2 separate regions of the Zea mays genome follow, and region 1 is linked to region 2. Evidence: chromatin contacts called from public Hi-C data. All regions are on one chromosome and are shown on one strand. The core of a region is the stretch at or near the end of the contact, and the rest is flanking DNA. Distances in the headings are between cores, read along the strand shown. Region 1 holds the start of LOC100284059 (coronatine-insensitive protein 1). Region 2 holds the start of LOC100501832.

Region 1 (5,875 bases), core at 1,170-3,669, 300 kb before region 2:
AGCTATATATTCCAGCTCACGGCAACCTACGGCTATAGCCGTCAAGCCCACTTGAGAGACCCCTCCCTGCTCTTCTTGCACACCTCCTTCATCATCTCCTCGCTCTATTCTGAGCCTTTGGAGCTTCTTGCACGTATCCGCAACAACTCCTAATCCTCTATCTCCAATCACATTCCTCACCTATCGGAAAAAATATACTGTCAATTACCATGAAAAGATTGCCAATTCAGTATCTTCATAATTTACATGAGCAGGAGATGATACCGCGAGAACTAGTAAGTTCGGGCATTTTGCAATGAGCTGGCAATGGTCCTCAGTGGTGAGGAAAGTGTATTGCAAATCCAGCTTCTTTAGTATTGCAGAAAAAGGGAACATAATGGGCATTTCATTTGTTCCCATGTAAGTAAGTCCCAAGGAGCATAGTCTTGATGGAAATTTAACATTCACATACTTGCTGAGTTCCCCTTGCTCATTGAATGTCCCTCCAGCAAATTCTTCCAGTGCTGTGGCAAATTGGAAGAACTCTATCAAATCTGAAAGATCGCAGTCACTAATCTTCAATGAAATCAGTGACTTGCAGCTCTTTGCAAGAAGCTTTAGGTCAGCTGGCATCACTTCAAGCTCAGTCATGTGGAAATTCAATGTTGTCAGAACAGGACAGCAGACTGCGAGATCGTGGATCCATTCACTGCCCTTATCATCAATTTGACATTCTTCCAAAAATAAAGTCCTCAGTGATCTGATGAAATTTAGCACCACAAGTTAGTGTAATGATTTCATCACAATATTAGCAGCTATAAGGATACCAAATGGGAAAATCAAATAACAAAAGGATGCACTACAGCCTACAGGCAACTAAATGTAACCCCATTTTAGCAATCAACAAATAACAATCCCTGTCCTGACACCTAAAATCTGCATGTCAAGGGGGTGATCAGGAAACGCAAAAGCTCCTAGCAGAATACAGAAAAACGATAGACATATGCCATGTTTACATGTTGCTTGGGAATTTTGTTAGAATTTTAGAACTAGGAGAATCACAGAAGTTCAACTCAACTAGTCGATAGTATCCTTGTTTTAATTGGAATTGCATTAAATATTGCCAACAATCCATGCTACACGTAAATTTGGGGCCATTTAAAGACTCCTTTTCTGGTAGATCCATCCAAAGACAAAACACAGCCTAATCTTCAATAGCTCCCTTATTTGATTCCCTGCTCTCAGTGGTTTGCTCGATGACTCAACTTTTCTTTATAATATAATATATATCGAGTAAGGCATCGCATAATCAAATTATTGACAATCAACACCATCAATTAAACTTTCTTTTTTGGAGAAACCTGCAGCAGAAGCCACGAATTGTAATGATACAGGTTTGAAGATGCACTCCTACGACTTCTGCTTTGATCTTCTATGCTTAGGACTTAGGATTAGGAGTTAGGATGTGTAATCATTTGAGAGCAGCCAACCCAATTTTGTGCGCCAGATCTCAAGCCTGCTTTTCGGTAATAACTTTCCCCAAGGTACCACAAGTTTCTACTTGCAGAAAGTGACGCTCGGTTGGGTGCTATACTGCTATGGCTAAACCGTTACGGGGAATCAACGACTAAACAGTACCCCTTCTCCTTGCCACCATTCCCAGTAACCCCAATTCGATCTTACTTGCTCCACACCCAGATCGGAGCTAAAAAAGAGCAAGAGAATCGAGGAGTACGAGTACCTGCAGGAGCGGGCAACGAGGCGGAGTCCATGAGTGGAGAAGCCGGTGCACTTATCGAGCTTCAGCTCCTGCAGCATGTGCCCCCTGGCACGGACGAGCTCGGCGAGGTCGTCGTCTGTGACGACCATGCGTCGGAGGTGGAGCGCCTTGAGGCACTCGAGCGGCGCGGCGAGCTCGGTGATCCACGGGCGGGCGTAGGCGCCCCAGTCGTCGGGTATGAGCCCGTACATGGCCGCGCGGGGCTTCCCCTTCACCGCGAGCGACTCGAGCCGCGGGAACCGCGCGAGCAGGCGTGCCGGGGAAACGGCGTAGCAGAAGGGCACCGTCACGTGCTTCCGCGAGAGCGCGTCGACGCGGTGCCACCGGTGACACACCAGCGACGCGGCCTCCCGGTCGCGCGGGTCCTCGACGAACCCCATCACGAGTTGCAGCATCTCCTCGGGAACCCAGCCGCCGTCACCGCCGCCGATGCTCAGCGCCCGGGTCAGCCGCCGCGGCTCCGGCGCCTCCCCACCCATCGATCCCGATCGGACTGCGGACGGATCAGGCTAGCTCGCAGGCTCCGCTAGCTTTCTACCGCAGCAGCTCCACGTCGGCTCGACAACGATCTGCTCCAGCGAGGGGCGGAGACATGGGATTCCCTCCTCTGCTCCCACTCGCCCTGATTCGGTAGTGCTTGAAGCTGCAGCAAGCAGGGGTGGAGAGAATTATTGGAGGGAGAAGAGAGAGTGGAGAGGAGGACCAGGTGGGGTGGGGATTGGGGAAGCGGCGTTTACTTCAGCGCGATCCAGCTGAGGATGCCAAGCCACGTCGGCAGGGGACCGGGGTGGGGAATTTGCTCGGCGCACACGGACGCACGGCACGGACACACACTCTGTCGCCGGCGGTCTGGTGTCTAGTGTCCTGGCTCGAGTTGGACTGGCTTGGTGGAAACAATTACATAATACTGTACTACAGTTTATTTACTATAATAGTTTTTCTCTAAAAGCTATTTTTAGCTAACTTCACAGTAAACTAAAAATACTAGCTCTTTCTTTTTTTTTCTTTGCTACAATTTTCAAAAGAAAATGTTTTACCAATGTTTAATAAATAAATTTGACTCTATTGATAAAGCTGTTTTTAAAGACAAAACCAACAAAATCTAATTCATCAATGAAGCAGAACCACGGATCCGGATGCTAAGAGCAGTTGTACCATGTGAGCGTTAGATGAAGGCTATCATTGAGCCTGTTCAGTTGTGTTTATTTCTAATTACCTACTGTTGTATGCACAATGTTCCATGAAACGGCTTTTAGTCAGAACCGTTGTACTGCCATGCTGTAGAATTCAAGCGAACGGGATGATTCGGCTTGTACTTTTGAGCTACTTTAGTCATTCATAATGGTGTGTCAACATGCTATCATAAGATGATGGTGTTGGGACCCATCTTACACCAAACGCCGGAAAAAACGGTGTTCTCTGCAAGAGCGCGGATAGTCTGCGGCCCTGCACTGGACAGTCCACGACATCGCTGCAGGAGCAGCTTCTCCCTATATGCGTGTCGAACGCACCACGCCTGAGGTTTTTGAACGGTTCATGCGTGCGTAAAGAGTCTTTTTGTTGAATTATTAGATATTTTTCAGATTAAATTCTGAATATAAATCATGACCAAATCAAAAGAACTGAAGTATAAAATCAAATCAAATGATGCGTACTGATCAGACATACTGGTAAATAACGCGGGCCGGAAGCAGCAGGGTCGACGACGTCGAAGCAGCGGGGCCGATGACGTCGAAGCAGCAGGGTTCGACGACAAGATCGCGAGCAGTCGCGTAAGGACGCTTCCCAAAAACCTTATTCGCCCTCTCCCGGTGCAGGATCTCGAAGGCGAAGGGTTCCGGAGACCTGCCCTCCCGAGCGCAGATGCACGTCGGCGGTCGGGATGAAGAGAACTACGATGGCGGCGCAGTTGTGAGTAGAGGCGAAAATTAGGATGAGTTTGATGTTGGCTGCCAGGCGCCTTATATAGGGCCGAGTCCGCGAACCGATAACTATCTGTGATCCGATCTGCATGCGAACAGCCAAGCAACCAAAAAATAAAATGGCAAAAGGAAGTCGCGCCCCCGCAAGGCGAGGGGCCGGATTTCGACGGACCATTCACGAGCATGTCGTGCCCCCGCGCCCCGCCCCGCCCCGGCCTGGCCAGGCGATCGAGCGCACGTGTGGTTCTCCACACTCTCTCCTCTCATTCATGACTTGGTGAGTGAGTGTAGCCTCCATATTTAAACTAGTTTCACTCCACTTAGACTAGCAATATGGTACTAATTGTTCCACCATTTCCTAGCCATACCCATACATAGGCTTTTGAGATTTTTCTAGGATTTAATTGAATTTCTCAATTGGGCCTAGCCCATAAATCCAACAATCCCCCACCAGATCTCAAATGTTCACCTGCAGTTTTGCCACTGTTCAATAATGTTTAATATACTAGTGTTTCAGCAGAGACTGTTAAGTTGAACTTCCGCCTAGAACTCCAAGCTACACCAACCCACAACTTAGACAATGGACTATGCCTTGAATTGCAAGTTTTGTGTGAATGGTTTTCACTTAAAGCCATAACCAGTACCTGGCTACCAGTAGTCCCCTTCTCGGGTGGAGCATATACGTCGTACTCCAAGGTCTCTTCATGAGTTTACTAGAGATCACCCTGATTTCATATACTACGACGTTAGACAGTCTAACTCATATAGGTGTGTTCTTTCAAGAATGTTATGCAGGACAACATCTTCGCTAATAAAAGACAACAAAACACATTAAGGCACAAAGCCAACCTGCCTTACAACATTTGAGAGTATTGCATCTTTACTTAGAGAGGGTCAAAGGTTACTCTCCTAAATTCACCAATGGATTGTTCTTCCCAGGACCTAATTCACGGGATCTCCAATCACATAGACTGGGTTTCCACCATGGAAACTTATACAGGTCTCATACTCATCTCTCTCGATGCGATTTCTATCACATTACCTGGTAGTCCCTTTGTATACAATGAGAATATAGTTGATCTCCCTATTTTATGTGCCATATATTCATCATAACAAGAGCATACCTATAAGTAAGAGTGATTAGTTAAAATGGTACTAAAATGGAATATGCATCATGTTGATGTCTTATTTTGTGTGCATTTTGTGAAAATATAAAATAATGTAAAAAGAAATATATTAAAGTCCAAAGTGGAATTTAAAATCTAAAAAGGAATTCTAGAATTTAAGAAAAGAGAAGCACTAATAATCACCAAATGAATATTAAATAGGTAAATTACCCCTACCATGTGTAAGAGGAACATTTTATGAGAAAACAAATGTGCTAAGAAGTTTAAACTTGAATGGGAATTTAAATTATGAAGTTGAAAATTAAAAAGAAAAGAAAAGGAAAAGCAAAATATAAAAGAAAAGGGGGAAGCGCTTGAATGGGCTAGAACCTCGCTTTTGGCCCACCCATAGAAACGCACTGCGCGACCCATTGTGCCTGCACTCTCGCGCGCGCCGCTCGCATGACAGACGGGGTCCACATGTCAGACTCCTTACCCGCGCGCGCTACTACCGCAGGCACTGACCCACAGGGCCCACTGGACAGCCGTTCGTCCGTGCCCGGGCGACCAAATCGTTACGCTGCGCTGTGGGACCTGCTGGTCAGCAGTAACTCCACCTCCGCGCGCATGGCGGACCTCACCTAACCCACGTGTGCATGCCGGCGCGACCGAGAACCCCGGAGCTCCGCTGTTGACTACCATTCGTGGGTGCCGACCATTGCGGAACTCGGGGACGATATAAACCCGCGCCCCCGTCGTCCATAGGCGGTTTCGCCTAATACCAAGAATCGGAGCGGGGGAAGAAATTGAGCCGCCGCGCGATTCGTCGTTCACAAGGTCGATTGGCGACTCTGATAGTGTGCGGGCAGTGCGGGGTAGAAGTGGGTAGCTCGTCGAGGAAGCCGCGGACACAGGGGTGCCAGATTCGACGGGAATTTCTCACCGGAGGTCCACGGACGCGCAACCACGTGGCAGGCCGCTAACGTCTCAAATCCGAGGTAAAAATCACCTTCCTGCTCTTTGTCCTACTCTCCTCTACATGTAGCAACGTATTTGAGTTTAGGGGCCTGGATGCCTGGATTGAGGGC
Region 2 (6,165 bases), core at 2,030-4,529:
AGGATTGGCCAGCTCCAACGAATGAAAGAACCAATATGGAAGTCTCCAAGCGTGCTGCTTATATAAAAAAGATATATGAGAAGACCAATGAAGCAATTGAGCTCAAAGCAGTGCGCAAGGCTGCAAGAATGAACAAGCATAGGAAGAAGTTATTTAAATCGGAGGACGTGGCTTGGATTCACTTGTGCAAAGAGCGTTTTCCTGATCAGCGCAAATCCAAATTGATGCCACGAGGGAATGGTCCATTTCGTGTTCTTGACAAGATCAATAATAATACATACAAGATAGATCTTCCACCAAGTTATGGCGTGAGCAACATGTTCAATATTGCTGACCTTTTACCATTTACAAGTGAAGACACTTCAGAGTCGAGGACGACTCCTTTTCAAGGGGAGGAGGATGATATGACCACGCCATTAAGCAACACATTACAACCCCCAAGTTATACTACATCAACTCAAGTACAACCAATATCATCACCAACCCGAGTCTTTGATGGACCAATTACACGTAGCCGAGCTAAGAAGCTACAGCAAGAGGTGCACGCGCTAGTCTTTGATGGACCAATTACACGTAGCCGAGCTAAGAAGCTACAGCAAGAGGTGCACGCGCTACTTTATGAATTTCAATTAAACACTAATGCGAACTTTATGCTACCTAAGTCGTGTATGTTGATATTACTTAGGTTCACCAAGAGAAAGGACAAAACATATCAAAGGCGAATCAGCAAGAAGAGCTACGTCCGAGTCAGTCCAGCGCTACAGAACCGTCCAGAAGAAACAGTCATAACTTTTGATTCCCAAAAGCTATGAAGGCCCATAAGTACTTTTTGGAAAGCTCTTGAAGTCTATTTTCCAATGCTTCTACAGCCGACTTAACCACATCTACCAGAAAGGCAGCCGACCTACTTTAGTGCTGACTGGTCAGAAGGTCAACAGTCTGCTTGATGACCAAGTTTTCGTATTAAACTGCATCATTCTACGAAGTTTAATTAAGCATGCTATATATGGTGAGAAAGCTTATCAAGTTAGCTTTCCAATGCAACCAGTCCCACGTCATTTGAAGATTCCTAAAAGAAGTTATTGCCAAAATACTGAAGGCTGCGCAGAAGTCAAACAACCACACGAAAATCAGCTCTGCAGATCTTCCGAAGAGGCTCCTTCACATTAGCTCGTGAAAATACTTTTATTTTGTGTTTATACCTCGCTAAGGCTGGTTGTTACTAGTATAAATACCCCCTATGTCTATGATGTAAGGCAGCTCATGATAATCTAAAACAGAACCCCTTTTGTTCAGTTGTGTGCTAACAAATATTGAGAGTGATCTCTACCCCTTTGCTCTTGTGAATTCCTTCGCGGGATTGCAGAAGCGGCGGCTTCATCCGCTCCCAATTGGTGCTCCTACTCCCTTCGAGGTCTCCTCGATTGATTGTAGGTTGTGTTGGTTGGTTCTTTGAGAGTGTGGTTGGGCGAATCCTCGATTCAGGCTGCCGGTTAAAGACGGTGGTTGGCTTCGAGTTTTATTTGTCAGGTTGCACTAGTTATCGCTGCTTGCAGCAAGTTATCTTGGCTTCTTTGAAGCTAGTTATCTGAAGATTGATCCTACGTCGTGAAGATCGGGCATCATGACGCATCACTTCGGCAAATCTTAAACAACAACTCAACGTTCCCTTCTCTATGGAGATAGTTATCCTCATGACATGGAGTATATGAAAGTGCCGAAATGCATGGTTATTTCAGAACACAAATCCAACGGTGCAGCAATGCAAGCATGAATTCATAAAGGAATCACTCATGGTCATCCATAAAGCATGGGAAAGATTTGATTCCTCTGCTCCTAACTGGCTACAACCATGGCAGTCCTAATTAACCCGTTCCTTGTATAATTTGGCTAACTATATACTCTAAACTATAATTTTTCAGTAGTAATAAAATTTTCAGTAGAGATTCCTCCCTCCTCTCAAAAAAAACCCCTGACGATGCCCGGCTGTACCTCCAGCTACAGCTTCTACGACCCCCGCCCCCAATTGGCCAATTCCCGCACGCGGCACGCGGACGACACGGCCGCCCCCATCCCTGCGCCGCAACCACCCAGCTAGCAGCAATTCACCGACCCGTGCGCACGCAAAATTCCACATGTGCGGCGCGTGGACGGGCGAGGGGAAGCGTCCAGGTCCCATCCGGCATATTCGCCGGCACCCGCCCCCCCCAACTCCACCCCACCGTCCGATACCTCGGGAAAGCGCAGGGCCCCTCAACGCGTGCCTCACTTGTCCGGGCCGTACACAGTCCGTGCCCCGTCGCGCCCATCTTTTGCCCTCGCGCAGCCGTCCATTTGCGTTCTCATCGCCTGTCGCGTCCGCATCACCAGCTTTCCCTTCCACCTGATTTATTTACAAGAAAAGGAATAAGCAATATAGCAGCACAATAATATGCGAAGAAATATGTTTTTTTTTGCAACAAATCAAACATACACAAAAAAAAATGATGAAGCATAAAGTGGAACCCTCACAGTACGTCCCTAGCACCTACGGACCCTTATTAAAAGTGCCCCAACGCCTTCCTTTGTTTTCCTCGCATTTGTCCGGCCTCCTGCGGGCTGCGGTTGTGCGCGCACTGCTATTTCCACACCTCCCCAGTGCGGCGGTGGTGGCCCAATCAAAGGCCAGCCGGGGGGCGCTCGAGGTCTCTCGTTGGACACCCGCCGCGGCCGAACAAGATCATGGGCTTCCAGGTGGCCGCGGTGGCACCGTCGCCGTGCGCGCGCTCCTCCTCCGCCTCAACGTCGCCCTCGACCTCCTCTCGGCCGTTGCCCGCCTTCCTTGGAGGAGGTGGCCGCGGGTGCGCCGGGCTCGCGAGATCCCGGTCACCCGTATACTGGGGAACCGGTGTGATGGTGCGGCCGCCGCCTCCAGCTCGGACGCCAGCGAGGTGCGCGCTGAGCGCGAGTTTGGATGGTATGGGTGGCGGGGACGCGGAGTTTATGAAGAGGATCGAGGAGCTCGCGGCGGCGGCTGGGTTGCAGTTGCAGCCGGCGGGCGCGGTGGGCTGCGGCTGGCCCGCGAGCGTGGAGCGGAGCGCGAGCAACGTCGGGCTGCCGCTGTCGCTGCGAATGATGAAGCGGAAAAGGCAGCAACAGCTGGTGGCGGCGGCGCGGCATCCGCGCTGGGACGAGGGGCTGCTGGTCTCCGCCGCCGGGGAGTCGGTGGGCCGCGCCTTCTCCTCGATGGTGCTCATTGTGCGGGAGCTGCAGAGCTTCGCGCTGCAGCAGATACGCGACGCGGTGGTCTGCGACGACCTGCAGGGCGTCCTGGCGCGCGTGCAGGGCGAGATGCACGCCTCCTTCGTCTGGCTCTTCCAGCATATCTTCGCGGGCACGCCGGCGCTCATGCTCTCCCTCATGCTCCTCCTCGCCAACTTCACCGTCCAGTCGATGGGCCACAGCGTCGCCGCTGCAGCCGCCACCATCCCCCCAACTCCGCCTGCCGAGCGCGCGGAGCCGTCCCGGTCCCGGTCCCGGTTCGACGCGGCTTCGGTGAAGGCGTTCTCTGTCGGCAGGACGGCCTCGGTCAGCGGGAACGACGGTGGGGGCGGCAAGACGCCGCCTGTCTCGGGCGCCACCGGCGATGGCCGGTCGGACGAGTCGTCCTTATATCGACCAAGCCGTGTGACGCCGCAGCAGCCCTCGGCACCCCCCGGGGCTGAGACCGCCGCCCAATACGCTGCGAACGCGGCGGAGGAGGCCATCTGGGAAATGATGCTCGCGGAGGCCTCCAAGATGCAGGCCAGCGCGCGCGCCGAGGAGCTGAGCGACTCGGACGTGCTGAGAGGCCTCGTCGCGCCGGTGGAGACTGAGCTGGAGACCGAGGACCACGCCGAGCACACGCTGACGCAGCAGAGATACGAGCAGGCCGTCGCCGCTGCGCCCAACAATTCGCTCATCCTCGCCAACTTCGCGCAGTTCCTCTACCTCGTGCAGAACGACCACGACCGGTCCGTTCCCCCCAAGCCCGTTCGACGAACTGACGACGCACCCGCAGTTGTTCATCAAATAGCTCACACGTCTCTTCGCAGGGCGGAGCACTACTTCGAGAGGGCCGTGCGCGCGGAGCCGGCGGACTCGGAGGCGCTGAGCTGGTACGCTACCTTTCTGTGGAAGGCGCGGAACGACCTCGCCGGCGCGGAGGAGACCTACCAGGAGGCCATCGCGGCCGACCCCGGGAACGCCCACCACGCCGCGGCCTACGCGCACTTCCTCTGGAACACCGGAGGTGACGACACATGCTACCCACTCGATTGACGCGCGCGCCGGCGCCGCCGAGGATCAACACGATCCGGGCCGGTCAAAAGAAGAAAAAAAATGGATTCAGGAAGTAAAGTTCTTGCAGCATGCACGGGGGCGGCCGCGCCCGCGCCGCGAGACGCCTAGACCACGGCGTCACACCTTGGCCCGGGCGGTGGAGTGGAGCTGACACGTGATATCGGCCCTTTACTTTTTAGTCTGATTAGAAGAGTGCGTGCGTGCGTGCCGTGGGCAGTGGAGTGAGCTGTGATCCAGGAGGACAGACATGGTGGTGGCGGTGGCGCTGATTCGCCCGCTCCGGGGAACCCGGGCAAATGGAGCTCTTGACCCGGCAGGGGAGATCAGGGTCCTGACTCCCGACGAACTTGTCAGGGCCGACCGGCGGCAGGGAGGCATGGACAGCTGGCTGTAGGAACACGCGTTAGAGTGCAGAGTCGTCGAGGGCGACGAGGTGGTGGGATGGATCATGGATGGATGTTCTTTGTTCTATGGCTGCGGAGTATAGCAACTCGCATCATGTAATTATGTAGATGTAGAAAAATAATAATAATATCCGAATAAGAGGTCGTGGTAATCCACGGTGCGTGCAATGTAGTAGTACCCTCGGATCTTGCGTGCAGCGTGCTTCTCTGATCCCGATACTAGCTCCATGGGACTGCTATGCTACCATCGGCGACCTCGATCATGCTCTGCGTTTCCAGGTGGAAAGTGGGAATGTCGAGTGCACACCGAGCACGAATCTACTTGAACACGTACTTCCTCCGTGAGGTTGTGGCCCGTGCATACCACCATGTGCCCGAGCCAGTCTATCGTATTATCGTACAGCAATTGGCCGGCGGCGGCAGGCTAGTTCAGCTCGTAAACAGGGAAGTCCTTCACTGACTGAGAGGCCGTGAACGCTACCTAGTTCCCCCCTATAGGCTCTAGTCACTTGCCGAGCAGCACTGGCCACCTATTAGACTGAGTCCAACAATGGACCTAAAATATTGAGACCCAAAACGTTCTATAGGTACCCCAGTCTGTTTAAGTAGATAAGAAAAAAAACCGAATCTCCAACAGGTGACCTGAAATGGGTTTCAGTCCAACGACGTCGTCTGCTTTTCTTTCCAACAGGTGCCGCCGCCGCCGTTGTTTCTTTTTTTCTTTCCTTTGCTCTTTCTCTCTTTCCGTTTGTTCCGAGTATCACCGTTCGTTCCACACGACCTATTTATCCTTGCAAGGTCCCCATATCTGGGTTACGTACGGGTGGAAGCCCAGAATAGGTTCTAACTTTAGTTAGCCTGTTAGAGAGGGCACAGATTGCAAACAGTGTCTATTTATAACCTATTTTGAGTTTAAGTCAGATTTTAGGTCCTTTGTTGGACTCAGTCTTACGGCAACACATTATCGTCTTTGCTGGGAAAAAAAAGAAGATATTTACCAGATTTTCACGGGTGCTGTGCCGCGTGCCACAATCGCCGTCACCGGACCCGCCTTTTTTGACTGTTTTACACTACGCACTGGAGAACGTTAACACGAAACATAACCCGTCGCACTCGTCCACCGCCGGCCTGCTTGCTCGCTGGCCGATATTCCTCGCCGGGCCCGGGATCACGGGAAAGAGTACAAGCCGGGGCTTGGTTTGCTCTGCAGAATGCGGGGTTTCGACGGCTCGGGTCTTTGGTTTGGTCCGGCACGATGCACTGACGCGACCTGGAGATGGGATGGGACCATGCCCTGACGTCGCCGGCGCATGCAACCTTGACGGGGCGCCCGGCACATGCCTTGCGATTCGCTGCTGGAGCTGGACAAATGCGTTCTGTATCGGCGTGATTGGTTCCTTGCCTGGACAGAGCCTGGTTGAAACCTTGATGCAGGTCGAGC

What was found. A called contact is a pair of places that touch in the nucleus more often than the background predicts.
Region 1: a Hi-C map of leaf shows a contact between it and region 2, with 5 times the contacts expected there. The contact joins the promoter of LOC100284059 here to the promoter of LOC100501832 in region 2. A contact is called at or near these places in 3 of 25 Hi-C or Micro-C datasets (bundle sheath and leaf).

What each region holds. Positions count from the first base shown.
Region 1 is chr8:98,659,912-98,665,786 of Zm-B73-REFERENCE-NAM-5.0, reverse strand. LOC100284059 (coronatine-insensitive protein 1) reads right to left here and starts at 2,419. Exons shown (of 3, transcript NM_001156957.1): 1 at 1,721-2,419; 2 at 265-739; 3 at 1-180. The coding sequence starts at 2,238.
Region 2 is chr8:98,361,224-98,367,388 of Zm-B73-REFERENCE-NAM-5.0, reverse strand. LOC100501832 reads left to right here and starts at 3,279. Exons shown (of 2, transcript NM_001196483.1): 1 at 3,279-3,992; 2 at 4,074-4,398. The coding sequence starts at 3,331. The coding sequence ends at 4,299.